Linked DNA regions of Mus musculus: region 2 is linked to region 1. A link is a contact called in public Hi-C data. All regions are on one chromosome and are shown on one strand. The core of a region is the stretch at or near the end of the contact, and the rest is flanking DNA. Distances in the headings are between cores, read along the strand shown. Region 1 overlaps Enox1 (ecto-NOX disulfide-thiol exchanger 1). Region 2 overlaps Enox1 (ecto-NOX disulfide-thiol exchanger 1).

The links. Hi-C and Micro-C count contacts between places; a contact is called where the count stands out from the background.
Region 2: a Hi-C map of cerebellum shows a contact between it and region 1, with 2.5 times the contacts expected there. The contact joins two enhancer-like sites. A contact is called at or near these places in 1 of 484 Hi-C or Micro-C datasets (cerebellum) and 2 of 115 datasets of contacts at active chromatin or transcription factors (both in embryonic stem cells).

Annotation. Positions count from the first base shown.
Region 1 is chr14:77,255,529-77,258,767 of GRCm38.p6, forward strand. The region is part of intron 1 of Enox1 (ecto-NOX disulfide-thiol exchanger 1); the gene reads left to right. Among named protein-coding and RNA genes, the nearest start is that of Enox1, 100 kb to the left of the region's middle. Within about 2 kb of position 1,638, at least 16 of the 459 cell types and tissues checked have an H3K27ac peak or open chromatin away from gene starts, as enhancers often do. A contact at or near this core is called in cerebellum, where this site is marked.
Region 2 is chr14:77,637,653-77,641,045 of GRCm38.p6, forward strand. Enox1 (ecto-NOX disulfide-thiol exchanger 1) reads left to right here. Exons shown (of 19, transcript NM_172813.3): 14 at 1-148. Among named protein-coding and RNA genes, the nearest start is that of Gm52115, 43 kb to the left of the region's middle. Within about 2 kb of position 2,074, at least 5 of the 459 cell types and tissues checked have an H3K27ac peak or open chromatin away from gene starts, as enhancers often do. A contact at or near this core is called in cerebellum, where this site is marked.

The DNA of each region.
Region 1 (3,239 bases), core at 388-2,887:
CTAAGCATAGGCTGAAAGAGTGGCAATGAGTTCCAAAGCTATCTTTTTTTATTAAAGGTCTGCTGATTGTGTGTGTGTGTGTGTGTGTGTGTGTGTGTGTGTGCACATGCATGCACATTATAATCCAAATAGAAGGTCTGCTTATAATTGCAATCTGGTGTCCTATTATTGGGTGGGCAGGACTTGTCCAAGCATAGAAAAACTTAATTTCAGGCTTAGCCAGCAATGAAGTTAATAATAAAACATATTTTATTGAATTTAAAACAGCAAGATTCTTGCTAATTCATTTTAAACTATTTCCCAACATTTTTCTTCCCAAGAGAAAAATTTACGTATCTGCCAAATGGGAGAAGGGCCAGGCAGACTGATGCATTCCCCTTGTCCTGCGGGAGACTGCGCAGGATGGACGACGGGTCCAGCTTCAGTGTTGTTTGTACCATGGTATATCTATGTGACGAGGGCAGGTGTGTGTGTTGCTGTTTTACTATTTTTTCATGGATAAAGTAGGAGAATTAGATTTGGTGAGTTCTGAGGTCTTTCTACATCTAACATTCTATTGAAACTGAACATGTCAACAGCAGGACGATAAACACAGAGACAGGAAAGGAGTGAGATGGTAACCTGAGGAGAGAAGGTGTTGACTCCTCTCCCTTGCAGGTCTCCCCGGCCTATCTCAGGGTGGTGAGATGCTTCCCAGTTTCCCTGATGTGCCCCTGACTCTCTTTGTCTCCAGTGTTTGTGTACAATTCTCCCCCACTTCCACCTTACTGCCCTTCCCTGTCTCTATGGTGTAGTTGGGACTTTTCAGGACGATGCAAGAGTTATTGATGAAACCTGGGATATACTTTTGGGGGTTTTTAAAATTCTATTTCCTAGGATTTGCTTTTGCTATTGTTTCAGATTTACTAACTATGAAAATGATTTATTTGAGCTTTTGGGTTGTATGTTAGTGATGATGATAATCATGATGATGATACTCACGAGGACTTCTCCCTAATATGCTCAGCTGTACTTAATGCTACGAGTCAGTTAACCCTCATGACAATACTGTAAGAAATTTACTTTACTTGTAACCATATTTCTGATTCAGGAAGGGTGAGTAATTTGCCCAGGCTTTACACATAAGCAAAGGAAAGCTAAGATTCAGTCCTAGGTAACCATTCTCAGATGCCAATGGCTCTTAGACACTGGGTCTTATTGCATTTCCTCTAAGGCAGATATGATGTATTTTACTCCCTTTTGTATACCCTTTAGAATTGGTGTAGCACTCAAGGAAAGCATACTTTGTGTAGAATTGAATTAAAGAAATATACTCAATCCAGACGCCGGAGCAGAGCATGGCTTTCTGACCATGTTTTCCAGGTCTCAGGTCTCTTGGGGGACAGAACCTGTACCCATAGCACACTCAGGTATGCATGCTGAGCAGGGACACATTTATGGTCAGAAGGTGCCCACTTCCTTGCTGTGTGATCTTGATGAATAAATTCCATCTGGCAGTTTCTAGTTTAGCAAATCAAGGTTGGAGTTAAGCAGCTCCCATTGAGTTCTGAAGCAAAGGCTTCCTTACCACTTGCACAGAAGTACAGATGAGCTAATATGCGAGCCAAGTGGGGATTGGCAGAACAGATGGCACAGAAGGTCACCGAGCACTGTACTCAGTTATTAGAACAAAGGAGCCTGCAAGGTTCTGTTTGCCTGAGTACTACTGACTTATTTTGGGATACAGGAGGCTTTTTCAATTATTAAGAGCATATGACACAAGAAAGAAAGATCAATGTTTATGTTCCTAGCTCAATATATCTATCTACCTTATTGGAGGTGTGTGTGTGTGTGTGAGAGAGAGAGAGAGAGAGAGAGAGAGAAAGAGAGAGAGAGAGAGAGAGAGAGAGAGAGACATAAGAAAGTTAATTCTTTTTATCTTTCTTGCCATGGTACAAAATCAGTATCTTCCTGATGGGATAAACATCCCATTTAGTGCATAAAATATATTGTTTATTCATTATACTTTCTCATACCATAGCTATCTGACAGTCATATTCCTGGCAGTACCACCATCTGGAACACACACACACACACACACACACATACACACACACACACACACACTTTTAGGGATAATTGAGCCCAGTTGCCTTACTTAGTAGATGAAGAAACACAGCCTCAAGAGACTAAGGGGCCTAGCCAAGGATTAGGCAAAACTCTACAAATAGGAAACAGCAACTACACAGTTTGAGGACTGTTTACACTGTCCACACTTTGTGACTGTGTTTGAGATTTTTTTTTTCTTATGTGAGGCTTTATGGAGAAGGCAGACTTCCCTGGCCGAGGGGGGTTTGTGGAGCTCTTGAGAAAATCATGTCTGCCATGAGGCCACGGCTGAGAAGCACCCGGGGAAATGGTCTTAAGTAATTCTTTGAAGATGACAGTGGTGTGAACTTGTTCCTTCCTAGGTCTTCTGCTTCCAGGAGGAAAAGCTGCTGACCATGGAAGGAGTTGATATGGGAGAATGTAGAACAGGGAATCTAGTAGCATTCAGTTTGAACAAAACTAGTGACTTTCTGTTCGTTTGTTTGTTTGTTTAACTCAAGGAGAGCCTACTTTTATTCCAACTTCAGATCTAAGGTGATATTGACAGCCATAAATCAGAGAAGGATCTTCTTTCTGCCCGTTGTTTGAATGTAGAACTCAGGCGAACAAAAGAACATCTTGAGTGCTCTCAGATATAAAGAATGAACCCTAAAAGAGTGAGGTGTTTACCCCACTGTCATTGTCACTCCCTGGACACCTGCTGTGAGTGACAGCAGATCTCTAGAGCATGAACAGACTCGTTTGACATTAGTGCAGGGAAAACTGTCAGTGCGAATCAACTTGATGTTTGGCCATTAATTTTAAAACAGCATTTGGTATACAGGAAATACTGTGATCAAGGGGGTTGTTCCTGCAAAGGGTCATGGGAAATGTGAGAAAATGGAGGAAGATGAATAGCTTACATGACATTTGGTCATCTAGGCAGTGTGTCAAGTCTGGGACTTCACTTTTATTTGGCATAATGTTCAATATCATCCTCATTGCTTACGGGGGCACTCGGAATCAGGAAGCGAGGTCATTTAGCCCTGATGACATAGCTAGCAAGCAGTTGGGCCTCCGTCTAGATCTGAGATTTTTCAGCTCAGGATAGATTTTATATGATGCCAGTGTCTAGTCTTCCTCCAGTTGACAACAGAGTGTACGGATTCATT
Region 2 (3,393 bases), core at 824-3,323, 380 kb after region 1:
TGACAGTCTCCGGTGGCAACTGGATGCCTACAGGAACGAGGTGGAGCTGCTGAAGCAAGAGAAGGAACAGCTCTTCCGGACAGAAGAAAACCTCACCAAGGACCAACAGCTACAGTTCCTGCAGCAAACCATGCAAGGCATGCAGCAGGTACTGGGCACATGCCGCAGAGAGGATGGGGATGTGCGCGTCTTGCAGGGTGTGTAAGATGGCCACTGGTTAAAAAGTGTGATGGAGGAGAGCAGAGGACCAGGAAAAGCTATGGGCATAGCAAAGGAAAGCAGCGGAGACTCTTGGGACATCTAGACCCTGGAGGAAAGTCACGCTAATAAAATCTGTAGAGAATCACCTTGAGGATAGGAAACGCAGGGCAAGAATTGGGAGATTTAAAAAGTGGTATATGAATATGAGTGTGTGTGTGTGCGCGTGTCCATTTTATGTGGTCAAATTCTCGTTGACTGTAACAACATGTTTTACAGTTAGAAATGTTTTATGTTGAAAGCTGGACAAAGCCATGCGCTTGCTTTTGGTTCATTTCCAAGATCTTCATCAATGCAAACTGTATTGTTTCCATCTCTGGATTATACTGGTCAGGTTTCAGAACTGACTGATGGCTCCATCTGTGACTGCTTACCAGGCAAGCCTGACGACCTGAATTCAGTCCCCAGAACCTCCTTGCAAAATCTGAATGTACTGCTAGGATTACACTTAGTCCAGCCCTGGGGCAGCAGACAGGTGCAGCCCGGGGGCTCACTTCTCACCAGCCTAGCCTAGTTGGCTAGGTTCTGTCTTCAAAAGCATGCTGAACAGTGCCTGAAAAATAGTAAGAAAACTAGACCTCTGGCCTCCATGTTCACAAATGTGCATGTGCACATACACCTGCATTCAGAAACACACATACACATTCTCTCTGTCTCTCTCTGTCTCTCTGTCTCTCTGTCTCTCTCTCTCTGTCTCTGTCTCTCTCTCTCTCTCTCTCTCTCTCTCTCTCTCTCTCTCACACACACACACACACACACACACACACACACGAAGTAGAAGTGATTGCTGTTGGAATGCATGAGTCCTGAGTTGGGGCTACATAGCTTCAGGAATGATACGCTGCACTTTTGTTGAGGAATATCAGACTGCAATCTGGCCCACTCTTTCTAAAACCCTATGGACTTTGTAGAATTTTCAGCTGTCATTGGAAAGGGGACAGCTGTGATCTGGGGATTAAGAAAACAGAGCGTGTGCCATGAGAAATACTACAGAGAGAGGAAAACCCAAGTATGGAAAGTAGGGGAAATAGAATTTTAAAAAATTCATTGACAGATGTGTATCTAAACACATCAGTTGGTGAATAATGTTCTCCAAGCAATAGGGTCTTTAGTAAACTTAAAATAATAGAGCATAAATTATCACCATTGCACATGGGTATCCTTTAATTACTCCTTTAAATACACAAACCCAAACAATACTTTCTGGGTGAAAAAAAAAAGATTGCTTTTGTTTAAACCAGAGAAAGCTGTTAAAGTGGTGGAAAACTGGACAAAAAGGTGAACTGAGTGCCTTCTGAATTCCCTCAATTCATATTGGTTGCTGTCTTAAACCAGGACCATGAATTTCCTACAAATATGTTTTCATGATTAAGGGTGACTACCTCAAAAGACAAGCCAGCCAGGAAAAAATATACACCCCCCCCCATCCCTCACCCCCCCACCCACATATACATACACACATAATACAGTATATAACACACATACATACAGTATGTATACACACACATGTGCACTTATACATACATACAGTGTGTTTACATACACACACATATGTACGCACACACATACACACATATATATACAGTGTATATACACACACACACACACACACACACACACACGATAACATATTGGGAAGTGATCAATGGCCAGGTCATAGAGATTATGTCTTAAACATCTCTTGCCATTTTAAAGTAATTTTTTGAGCCCTGGCTCTGAGTCCTAACTGGTTGTTGTTCACAGTGTGTGCTAGACTAATCAGTGAGATTTGGAGGTCAGAGCCAGCCAGGAAAATGTCACTGCAGTCATCGCTCAGGTTCCTGCACTTGGAAAGCCAATACAACAGCTGCTGTGTGAAGCTCCTGGGGTTGTCCATATGTCCCAACAAGGGGTGCAGGGATGGGGCTTGCCAGCATGATAATCTGTCCATTTCCCCAAAGATCAGGATGGCAGTCACAGCCTGCAAGCCACTGTCACACTTCAGGCAGCAGGCCCTCTTTCCCTCCAGAAAAGATGCCTCTAATTCCTTTCAAAACCTTGAGGCTTGTTGTGGTTCGAGAGACTGTTCTGTTGCATGGAAGAGACGCATGCTGGGGTCTCAGCACGGGAACACGAGCCATGCATCTGTTGCACAAGGAGCTGTGGCAGGGATCCTCAGTAATTCAAAGGAACAGTTGCTGGTTCCATTTGCACAATTGCTCTGCTGCTAGGAAATGCACTTTAACACAAAGGTTTATTTGTTTTTATAGTGTGGTTTGAATTCAACTTGAGACATGGCCCCTCACCTTCTGGAGGTTACAAGTTCAAGGTCTAGGCATCAATAAGGTTGGCTCCTTCCAAGGCTGTGGGAAAGAAGCTGCTCTTCCCAGTTAGACTGCAGGCAGCCGGGTCTGCCCTTAGTTTGCAGACACATGTCCCTGCTCTCTGCCTTGGTTTTCATGAGATGCTCTGCTTGTATGTGTGTCCAGATTTCTGCTTTTCATAAGAACACGGCTCACGCAAGGTCAAACATTCAGCCTGCTCCAGTCTGACTTCATTGTAGCTAATCACGTTTGCAATGACCCCCCTTTTCCAAATAACCTCACCTTCTGTAGCTCAGAAGGCCGGAACTTCAGTTACAGATGGCATGGAGTATCTGAAGAATTACAACAAGCACATGGTAATTGAAAGCGTGTATTGAGTAGAGGATGAAGGAACCACAGCCAAGAGGCAAGAATAACATGGCACCTGTGGAGCTCTGGATGGTGTGGCATTCATGCCATCATGCCATCAAAAAGAATAAAGCAGGAGAGGTCAGAGCTGTATCATTATGCCATGCATGTGGTACCTCCTTAGTACACAGGAGTACTGTGCCCACAGCTTTTGCAATGTTTTCAATGTATTGGATATTAAGCAGGTACATGGCTATTCTGTGAGGACACAGGTTTAAAATGGAGGTGCTTTTTAAGGCTCATATTTCTACCATGTTCTGTCATGTAGAAATAAATCACCAGAGCTCTAAGAATCCTCACAGCCGTGAAACATGAGTTTCGTTGATCGTGGTAATAAATACCTGGGATAAACACACTTGCAGCCTTATGAGTTTTGCCCACGGCTTTGGATAATTTGGGGCATGGACAGTTGCATGTGTTGTTT